Regions from separate parts of the Rattus norvegicus genome. Here region 2 is linked to region 1. A link is a contact called in public Hi-C data. All regions are on one chromosome and are shown on one strand. Each heading gives the region's core, a stretch centred on a gene start, on an enhancer-like site or on the middle of the called end of the contact. The rest is flanking DNA. Distances are from core to core; before and after follow the strand shown.

Evidence for each region. Hi-C and Micro-C count contacts between places; a contact is called where the count stands out from the background.
Region 2: a contact with region 1 is called in a Hi-C map of liver, with 5 times the contacts expected there. The contact joins the enhancer-like site here to the promoter of Smpd3 in region 1. A contact is called at or near these places in 10 of 12 Hi-C or Micro-C datasets (the A7r5 cell line, the Rat2 cell line, Schwann cells and 5 more).

Annotation. Positions count from the first base shown.
Region 1 is chr19:51,151,843-51,157,372 of GRCr8, forward strand. It overlaps Smpd3 (sphingomyelin phosphodiesterase 3), which reads right to left and starts at 3,768. Exons shown (of 8, transcript NM_053605.2): 1 at 3,613-3,768.
Region 2 is chr19:51,212,756-51,218,316 of GRCr8, forward strand. No RefSeq gene overlaps it. Among named protein-coding and RNA genes, the nearest start is that of Zfp90, 16 kb to the right of the region's middle. Within about 2 kb of position 2,941, at least 11 of the 93 cell types and tissues checked have an H3K27ac peak or open chromatin away from gene starts, as enhancers often do. A contact at or near this core is called in hepatocytes and liver, where this site is marked.

The DNA.
Region 1 (5,530 bases), core at 2,518-5,017:
TAAATATTCTTTTTTGTTTTGTTTTCTTTTTGTTTTGTTGTGTGCTCTGGCTGTCCTGGAACTTACTCTGTAGACCAAACTGGCCTCAAAAAACAGAGACCTACCTGCTTCTTCATCCCAGGTACAGGAATTAAAGGCACGGACCACCATTGCCCAGCTGGATTAAACATTCTTGATTAACCTCAAGTAAAAGCAATAATGCACGGGCACAAGGAAATGTTTTACAAGACATAGATTCAGATATGAATTAAAAGAAACATAAAATAATGTTATCGCCTTGGGTGATGTTAAACACTCCTCTCTGATAGGGATAATCAGGTGGTTCAATTTATGAGGTGATTTAGCTTTTCACTCGCCAATGCAGAACATAACACACTATATGCAGTCACCTTCTGAACAGGCGAAGAAGAAATTAAGTCCTATTTTTACTTTATGATACTGAGTCACATAGTTCGATGCAAATCACATGGATGCCGAAGTAAGAACAATGCCAGGTATTTAAATACCTCCTTTCCTCTGAAGAGCTCTAACAATTTTGTGACAGTGTGAAATCCTTTCAGAGCAATTCCAGAAGAGACTCATGTCTCCAGGTGGGCATTTAGGACTCATCCATCTCCCCACTTAGTCCTTAGAAAGAGCCAGCGCTCAGGGACCTTTTGTGTTTACTAACCTCAGATGTCTGAAGTTTCTAAGCCACAATGTCAGAGAAGAAAATAAGGTTTGGTTTTGAAAATGTTACTGACTGCTTTAATAACGAGGAAGAGAAAAAGATAAGAGTGGAATATGAGAGAAAGGGAAGAGTGAGGCAAGGTAAGTGAGAGAGACCAGAAAGGTAACGGAACTTCCCTGAACTCAATCAATGTTTTCTATGCATTGTCCCAGTAAATGGATTTCTCAACTGTAGGCCTCCAGACCCACTTTTCCATGTGGTTGAAGACAGCAGTAGTTTTACTTCTCAATGTCATTTGAAAGAACCATAGGCAAGAGTGGCATCTTGAAGAAGGAAGGTGCCTCAGTAGGAAAGTGCTTACTTAGTAGGCATCCAGGTCCTGTTTTCCATCCTCAACATTATGAGACAAAAGCAAGGACATCTACTCCAAAGGTAGACAGGAAATTAGCTCCAACAGAAAGGTGTGTGGTTTAACAATATCCACATCAGCTCTGAGCCTCTCTTTACTACAGGGGAGTTAATGGTTGTCAAATTTTGCTATGACTTGACTTCCTTCCAGCAGAGGTCACTGTGGATGCTGGCAGTGGACACTAAAGGGGAAAAGACCAGGTAGGCTTGGCTGACTGGTGTTTCCACTGCCTGGTTCTTTCACAGTTCATAATCTACCCCCTTACTTTATGTGAAAGAGATTATCTTGAAGCTACCTAAAAAACTTTGGCATAAAAGTGATGGCGGTAGTGAAACTTGGGTCAGATGCTGGGACTGATAAGGCCGAGAGGGATGTGCTCATCTTCTAGGAATATCAAGACAGAGTCTCATTCATTATAGAGTTCAGGCTGACCCCTAACTCGTGGCAGTCCTCCTGCCTCAGCTTTCAAGTGCTGGGATTACAGGCATGTGGCCACCATGCCTGGCTTGTACCTGGTGTTTCTGAGTCTCCATTTGTGACTGATTACTCGTAAAAGCCCTAAAGCTCTATAGCTCTCCCAGACTTTACTGACAGGCCTCCCAAATCTTACTCGTGATAATGTAGATTTTGGTCATTAGGGCAGCCCACTACAGCATGCTAACATGCTCCATGGAATGAGGACTGATGAAGATGGCAGGGTCAGATTTGGGTACCCAAAGGGCTAAAGAGGGGGCCACATTCTTGTGAAGTTTCACTGACTGGAATATAGCATGTCCTTCAGGCTAGACCCTAAGCAGTTTAAAGCTGCCTTCATCCCGAAGGCTCCCGTTTGGACCTTAGGTCAGCAACTGTGGCTTGAGAGTTAAAAGGGTAACTGTCTCGCTACCTTCTACATCCATGCTTAGTTCCTCTTCCTCCTCCTTCCCATCCCTCCCCCAGCCATATGCATAGACTCACCACAGCACAGCACACGCGTGAATACTGGAGCATGGACAGATACATTCACCCAGTCACATTTTCACTCACGCTCTGACCAACACCATTATCAATAAAAACATCTAGCTACAGAACCTAATTTGTTCTAAATTAGTTGATGGGGCATGAGGTTGAGTGGGTTTAGTCAGCATGCCTCTTTCCGATCCCCTAAACTGCAAAGTAGAGCCCCTGGTCATCCCTGCCCTCGTGGTCACAAGTCCTGGATCTAATAACCATCGATCACATTCTTGGGGCAAGACTGGCAGTGGGATTGGAGGGTGGGGACGGAGACTAGTGTATGGAACAGAACCCAGCACAGCACAACCACCTCCTCCCTCGGGATTTTCCATCCCGGCTCGCGCGGGCCCGCGAGGAGCGAGCACGCTTTGTCTCTCTCCTCTCCTCTCCTAGCACGTTTTCGTGGAAGCTACCCGTGCCGCGCCCGAAGCCCCCCTTCCTCAGCCGCGCCCCTCGCGCAGTCCAGCCCTGCACGCCTGCCAGTGCCACGACCGCCGCTTTGTCCTCCCGTGGATGCCTGGGCAGAGCGCGAAAGCCGGGCACCTGAGAGCAGCCGCTGCACGCCGGGTACCAGATCCCGGCGTCCAGATCTGGAGCGCGCTCGGCATGCAGCGGAGCATCCCTCCAGGATCCGCGAACGCGGAGGACGTCGCCTGGAGCTGCGGGTTGCGGAGAGGGAGACCACTCGGTCCTTTCCCTCAGGTGCCCATCTAGACTCTTAGCCGCGGTGCTGGAGCTCTAATTCCCGGGGTGTGGCGGGGCAAGAGAGATGATCTCCACTCTGTACTGCCTGGGACCTGGATCTAGATGGAGAGGGCCTGGGAAATAAGACCCAGGTAGGGAGGGGTACCTCAGACTCTCACTTCTTCCCACCTCCCACACCCAGGCTATTCAGACCTTAGGTGCGGCTCCATCACAGAAGACCCGAGCATCCATCAGTGCTTGGAGCAGGGTGGGGAGGAGTCCTCCAGCCCCTCACTTTCTCCATTCCTCAAAAACAAATATCCCACAAAGAACCCAACTGTGAGCAAGTGGTAAGGGGAGCGCCTGGGTTTATCTATTTCCTAGGATGCAAAGGAGAGCAAAGGGAAGGGTCTCCCTAACAACTGGAAACCTAGGAGAGTCTAAAAGGAGGGGAGGAGTCTCATCAATCACATCCCAATCCCTGTTTGCAGCCTCTGGGGTGTTGTAAGGAAGATGTTGTAAGGAAGGGTCCGTCTATCCCAGAACAGTCTCTCCATCTTCAACAACCCAAGCAGCCTCGACTTTAGGCGCAGGGAAAAGGAGACTCCAAGCCTTTTCCATGCTCTCCCAGGAGAGACTGGAGAGGGTCTTCCAGCCCTCGTACCTTACACACTTTCACCATACGACAAAACCCAGCCGAGGTTGCTCCGACCTCAGGCACTGGGCCACGAAGAGGCCCGCAGTCAGTCCTCAAGCTCCACGGACAGATGGTGTTAAGTGCGGCGAGGACACGTCCCATCAACTCCCCAGGCCCCCCTTTCCTCAATAAAACAAAAGCGAGTCCTATAGCACCCACCTCAGACGGTGCTCACGAGGGCGCTCGGCGCGGGGCAGCGCACGCGGCGCCTCCCAGCTCCTAGCGACCGGGGCTTCCCAGAGGCTTCTCTCACAGCGGCGAGGGTTGCAGCAGCCGCGGCTCTGGCATCCGGAGCCTCCCTCGGACTCAGCACCTGGAGCGGCGAACAGCTCCGCGCCTCATTCCGCTGACCCCGCCTCCCGCGAGCTGCCCTAGCCAATGGAGACGCAGGATCCGCCCAGAAGGTTGCCCATTGGGAGGTTCCGGTCCCTCCGTTGGGACCTCGTCCCCAGAGACCGCCCGAGTGTTTGCTCTGCCTGATGGAACATGTAGTCTCTTAGGGTTGTGGAGTGGGTTAGTGCTGCGGGCTGACAAGCAAATAGACTACATTTCCCAGAGTGCGTTGAGGAGCACTAGGCGCGGAGGAGGGTGGGAGGACTGTTTCCTTAGCAAACTCGGCCCCTTGGGGGATGGGGGACGGGGAAGTGGGGCGGGCCCTGGGACCCTCAGAAGATCACAAGTGATCTGTGGTCAGCGTCTTGGAAGACGGGTTCGGTTATCTTTTTCTCTGTTTCTACCCGAGGATCCTGGGCCTCAGTTTCCCTGTCTAGGAAGAGAAGTAACGAGACGGCCTCATTGCAGCACTCGGTGGAACCAACCGAGAGCGATCTGCTTTGGTTCTTGTCCACCAGAGATAAAGAAGGATACAGGAGGAGACCTTCACACCTCATTCTGAACTTTTATTTTTTGCCTTAATCCTGACACTGAAGATTTTTTACTTTTGGCCACATTCCTTGAGCTACAGGACCTTTCCTTTTTGTCCCCACATTCTTGCAGCCTCTCCTTCACTACTTTCTGGTAGAGTGAGCTGCTTCTGCTTAAAACCCTTCACGGGCTTCCTGGGGCCTCTGGAATCAAATCCACGTTTCACAGCAAAGCTGGAAAGTCTCTTGAGAATTGGACTCCACTCTCTTTCGCATCGTTCTGAACTTTGGAAACTGGAAAGCCTTGAGTACTGATTTTCTGTCTTCTTCTGATCCCCTCCATCTTGCCTTCCAACTCAACATCCTTAAAGCCCCAGTTTAAATGTTGCCTTGATGTGTGAAGACTTCCTTGACATCTCTTTCTGTGTTTGTCAGCCTGTACTTCCCCTATTTTATTTGCATGTTTACACACCCATCTTCCTCATGAAACTGTAAACTCATAAGGCAGAGGCAAGTCCTGTATTATTCATATTTACAGTTTCGTGTCTACAACATCTGACATACAGGAGGCACCCAACAAATGTTGAGATTTACCTATAGATTGAAAATGAACAGCAGTTTATCTAATTTCAGCATACCCCTTCAAAAATCTTTATTTTCTAAGGTGTTTCTCACTCCTAGAGATATTCACTAGAAGGATGCTACTGGTTGAAAAAAAAATGTTTAAATGCTATTCATACTTTTAGGATTGGTTGGGATTTTGCCTGAATGTCCTCAGGGTCTTTCTACTCCTGTAGTTCTAGAGAAATATATTTGTGCCTGCTATTCCTGTCAATTCCCCCACTAAATGTCATCAGTCCTTCATGTTCCTCTATTTTAACTGTTGGCCCTACTTTCTATGTCTAAATGCCTACCTCCCACTCCCTTTCTGGGAAGATCTTCTCTCACCTGTCAGTCATGAAATAAGATGCTGGCTGTCCTTTAAACCCTCTGCTCAGCATCATAGGACTCCACGGTGATTTCCTGCCTTGCTAGGTAGCATTTTTCCCTCCTGAATCGCCAGTAAAGATTCTGATACTGATTAGATGTCTCATTAATTCCATCCATACTTTGTTTGTCATCACAGAAGTTTAGGGTGTATACAACAAAACCATTGGAAAGAATGTCTTTTTTTTTTTTTTTGGTTCTTTTTTTTTTCCGGAGCTGGGGACCGA
Region 2 (5,561 bases), core at 1,691-4,190, 60 kb after region 1:
GTTCATAGATGAGGTAGACGTTGGGTTGTGCCAATTCAAAGCCCTGTACCTGGGCCTAAGTGATAGCTGAGTTGGTCAGCCCACCAGCTCTCCTGCACCCACACCACCAGATAGCTCAGCAAATCCTGTCAGAATGTGAGAGGGGAGCTAAGACAGTTGATACCCTTTTGTCTGTATGTGGTTATGACAAACATGGTCATGAACGTATCATAGAGAAGGGGAGGGTCATTGCCAAATAAAAGCCTTTCCCTAGAAGGGCTATGGGTGGTATCTAGGTTTAATCCTTTCTTATAGAACCCAGACTCAATATTCATATTTTCAGTATACCCACACATCACTAGAAAAATAAGGTTTGGGTCTAAAAGTTCTTGAGGCCATGGGTCCCATCAGCCACATGCCCTTACCTGCAGGCTGTAGTCAGAATGGCATGTGGGGATGCTCTACGTGGCACTTCTCTGTCCTGTAGTTCCCAGCGCTTCACTGGCCTTTGCCACACTCCGTCTAACTGCCAGCAGCCATTGACAGACAGAACAGAGCAAGGGATGCCCATGGTAGAGCACTCCAGACTTTTGAATGTGGACCCCTCAATTACTTATGAACCCAGATGTTATCTCAGATACTCACCACTACAGGGCAGGCGCCCCTGAATGCTTTCCTTAGGTTCCAACTGTCTTGGGACTGGTTAACCAAGGCAACAGAATGACTAACCTTGGAAAGAAAAAGATGACTTTCTCTCTGGAGAAGTTTGAGAGGTCTCTATATCCAGAGCTGTAGAGAAAGGGTGGTAACCTCTTCCTGATTTAGCATTCAGTGTCCAAGCCAGGATACTTTTACCCTATGTTAAGATATTGGCTGGTTCCAGCATGGGGACAGAAGTTCTCCAGGTCATGCCAAGAAGGGTCCTGTTGGTTGGGAGAGTAAATAGAATCTTCCACAGTGTGATCATTCTCTCTCTCTCTCTCTCTCTCTCTCCTCCCCTCCCTCCTTCCCTCCCCCCTCTCTCTCACACACACACACACCACACACACACACACACACACACACACACACACACACACATATCTTCCTATAGACCTGACCTGGCCTTTAACTTGTGATCCTCCTGCCTCAGCCTCCTTTGTGCTGAAATAACAAGCATCACAATGCCTAGCCTGGGACGGTGATGTCCAGAAGCCCTGACATCTGTCTGTCAGTGAACATCTTCATGACTCATCATTCTCTCTAAAATGAGAGAATTCCTCTGGAAGGGGCCTCAAGGGTAGCCAGAGCGCCCACTGATAGAGCATTCAGTTCAGTCATCACCTTGGGTTACCAAGACAGAGGCAAATAATTTGTGAAAGAATTCCGAAGCATCTGGCAAGTGTGTGTGCCACAGTGTTGAGTCCCCAGCATAGTGTTAGGCATTGCTGGATAAGTAGCTCGAACAGCATGCTAAGCCTGGCCAGATGTGGCAGCAGTCTCTGCCCCTGGAGCTAAGCATACTGATTAAAACTGGATGGTATACCAGCTTTCAAAAATTAGAACAGCAGACTTTTTTCTTCTAGTAAAGATGAAAAAATATATATATATTCCTCTTACTAAAAGGAGTCCTCAAGGAAAAAGAACATTGTGTCCAAGCTGCCAGCTTCTTCACAAGGAAAACGTGGGAGGGACTCTTTCCTCTAAGTCTTCTCATCTAAGGGGGAAGCATGCACATTTGCATGGGTTTGTCACAAATCATTTGTAAAAGAACACTGGCTGGCGTCCCTCACAGCTCTGAAAGCACCTCAGGGTTTGTTCTGGCTGCAGAGAGGTTATCAGAGATGCTAAGAGGGCAGCGGGGGGTATCTCTTACTCTATTCTATTATTATTAATTTTATTTTTGTTTCTCTTTGTATGTGTTCATACACATGGGCCATGGCACACGTGTGTAGGTCAGAGGACAACTTGCAGGAATCAGTTCTCCCCTTTCCCATGTGGGTCCTGGGGCTCAAACTCCCGTCCTGAGGCTTGGCAGCAAGAATCTTTATCCACTGAGCCATCGAGCCGGCTGTGCTCCCACCTCTCGTGGTGGGCTGCCATTGTTTTTATTCTTGCAGTTGTGACATAAATCTAATAAGTGTGCTTGGGGACTGGCTGTGCTTTGTCCAACTGTGGACTCTGAGGTACCCATTCTGTCTCATTAATGCTCCCAGAATTTCATTCAATTGTCCTTAAAGTCACTGACGTGACAAGCATCCATGGTTCTAGTGGTAAATGCTCTTCCTTTCTCTGATGACCTCAGAAGGGAAGTCTGTGGAAGAGGATGTATGCCCCTCCAGGTCCTAGTTCCCTTCATCCAGCTGACTCCGTTGATCCCAGCACCATCTGTCTGTTGATTCTCCAGAGCCCCACAGCCACCTGTGGCCAACTTGACTCTCCTGTATCCCCACCCATAATTCTTTCTTTTTGCTCATACTGGAGGACACACAGGTGGCTGTCCATGCTCAGAACGCTAAGGGCAAATGCACCAGGCAGGTGAGCCCAGAGAAAGAGATGGAGCTTAGCTTCTGGGACCATGAGAAGAAGGGAATCCAGGTTCCTACAGGAATGGACAGTCACTGTTGTGGTAGTTGGACATCAACTTTTGCTTCTCTCGTTATAGCCTTCTGCCTATTGTGTGAGTATCCACCCTCCCCTCCTCCTTCCCAGTCTTCCCCACATTCGGAAAAGCCCTTGATTGACTGATCATAAGCAGGTCTCACCACAATGATCAGGTAAGGGACAAATCAGTCCTAACCAAACCAGAAGGGACTTTTGATGGTTTCCCTGGATCCTAAGAACACCTAGGGTAAGGCCTGCTGCATCTTCTGATGGCCAGAGTGTGAGGCTGGGTCCAGAACACTTTAAGCCTATGCTGTATTGAACATGTCCAAGGCTCAATAGGAAGCTCATTGCCAGAGGCAGGCAGCCAGGAAAAATTCCAGAGCACTGAAGCTTGTCCTGCCTGAACCTTGGCAGGGACCCTCTACTCCCTCTGGACTCTTCGATTACATGAGTCAATCCATTCTGTTGTTTGTTCTCCTTTTGGGTGTTTTCCTGTGAGTTCTTGTGGAAGAAAATGCTGAATGATCTCACTAAAGTGGAATTCTTACGGCTTCTGCTCTGAGACCAAGGCAACCTGAATCCTCAGGACAGAGCAGCAGGCAGAGAGATGGCCGTGCCCTATCTAGAGAATTGACCGTGCACCTCCAGCTCAGCGGCAGTAGGAGGTGGCCTGGGGTGACAATTTCTAAGTGGACAGAGAGGAAGCAGAGCTGGAGAAAGGGAAGCTGAGCAGAGTTCTCATAGCTGGAGGCTCCCTTAATTAATTCACCTGCCTGCTAACTGCATAGTGGAGTCCACTATAGAAATCAGAGAAGCTGCCGCTTTGAAAGATGTGTGGAGGTGGGCAGGGGAGGAGGCGGGTAATTATGCAGGGAAAATCATTCTTGATATTCTTCTCGAAATATGCACACAGCTGAGAGAACAGCCAGAGAGACCAGGAGAGAGAGAGAGAGAGAGAGAGAGAGAGAGAGAGAGAGAGAGAGAGAGAACAGAAAGTGTGCATTTTGCTTCTTAAAGGCATGTAGAGGCAAAGAGAACAGCACCTCACATGACTATCTGACCCCTGAATCCTTTGGGGAAACATCTGAGACTTCATAGGACAAACCTGGTGACATTCTGTGTGTATGCGTGTATGGGGGCAGGGGGGCTCTATATGTGTGTGTGCTCTGTATGTATGTGTCTGTGTGTCTGTGTGTGTCTCTGTGTGTATGTGTGTGTGGTGTGATCTGTGTATGTGTGTGTCTGTTGGGGGGCTATGTGTGGTCTGAGTGTCTATGTATATGTCTGTGTGCAGTGTGTGTGAGTGTATATGTGTATGTGTGTGTGTGTGGGTGGTGTGTGATCTGTGTGTGGCATTTGTGGGGGGGTGTGGTCTGTGTATATATGTGTGGTCTCTGTATGTGTGTGGTCTGTGTGGTGTTTGTGTGTGTATGTGTTTGTGTATGTGTGTGTATGGTGTGGTCTGTGTGTGGTGTTTGTGTGTGTGGTCTGTGTGGTCTGGGGTGGGGGGGGGTGCTGTGTGTAGCATTTGTATGTCTGTTCAATTGTTTCCCACCTCCTATTTTTGTTTCTACCTTACTTTTTGAGGCAGGTGTCTCACTGAATCTAGAGCTGAACCATTCAGCTAGACTACCTGGCCAGCAGGTCCCAGGGATCCTCCTGGTTCTATGTCCCCAGTGAGGACTTGCTTTTTATGTGGACTATGAGTTCTAGAGGACTGAACTCAGTTCCCCATGTGTGTGCTCATAACCCACACTGGTTCTCCCTGCCTCTGGACTGGTGGGACTGGACACACTCCACACCCGGGGAAAACATAAGAGAACTTACATCCAGCAGGGGAAGAAGCTGTGATGTGCCAGCAAGAGCCCTCCACCCTATCTCATTTGCCACGAGTCCCATGTACCCACAGCCTAAGTGACAGAGGGGCACTGGAACTCTAAGAATCAGTTCTAAGGTTGTGAACATTGGGTGCAGATAATACCCAGCTGTGAGTAGTCTGAGCGGTTCTAGGGCTATCCCTGCGGAATTATAAATGTTTGAGGATACTAAGTCCCAGGTTACACAGTGAGGTTATTATTTGAGCTTCGGTTGGCTGCTGAGCGGAAAACGCAAACATCTTTCCATTCCTCCCTCCTTAGGCACTTACAACAGAAAAACCCAACACCACAACAACCTGGAAACCGAGTCCGTTGCTAATATTTCTAAACAGCTTTAAATAAAAAAGGAATGTGACCACCGCAGTTAATCGTGGTGGGTTTGCAATGCATTCTTCTTTGAGGGTTAGGAAAGCAATTACTGTCGAAACCTACTTGTGCTTCTATTGTGATAAAAATGGCCCCCTCTGACGGGACCCACACGCGCCAAGCAGTGGGTCTTTATAGCACTCAAAGCTTCCGGAAGTGTTCCGCACAAGGGGGCTCCTTGGCATGCAGTCAGAGTTGTGACTAGCTCTAAAGACCTGTCATGGGGCAGGATTCCGAATAGGAGATAGATCCTTCCCTACAGAAGCTGGTAACTAGGGTGCCATGGAGAGCCACCTCTCCCTGCTGGTCCATGTGATACTCAGAGGGAGCGTCCAGCCTCCGGCCCTTGTCTGTTCATCCTGTCCTCATACCCACTGACATCTCTTATTGCCCAACTCCCTCCAATCCTGGAAAACAGAAGCCCCTCTGTCAGAAACCCTCAGTGTCCCCTGCCATCTCCTACTCTGAAGCTGTCACCTGCCTGAACAGCGTCCATGCAGTTTCCTGGGGGTGGCTCCTCAGTCTCCATCCCCCCTTCCCATTATGTCTGGAGGCCATTGCTCTGTGCCTTAGAACATTGTGCACACATCTGGTGGTGGTGGTGGGGTTCTTACATGCTGTTCTTTGCTTGCCTCTTCTCCCATCAAAGAGCTACCTTTATTTTGAGTGTGGCTGTGAGCCACGCTGGTCACAATCCTCTCCTCTCCCTGCCACATCCAGACTTGATCTGGTAAAGTCATGGCCACTACAGTG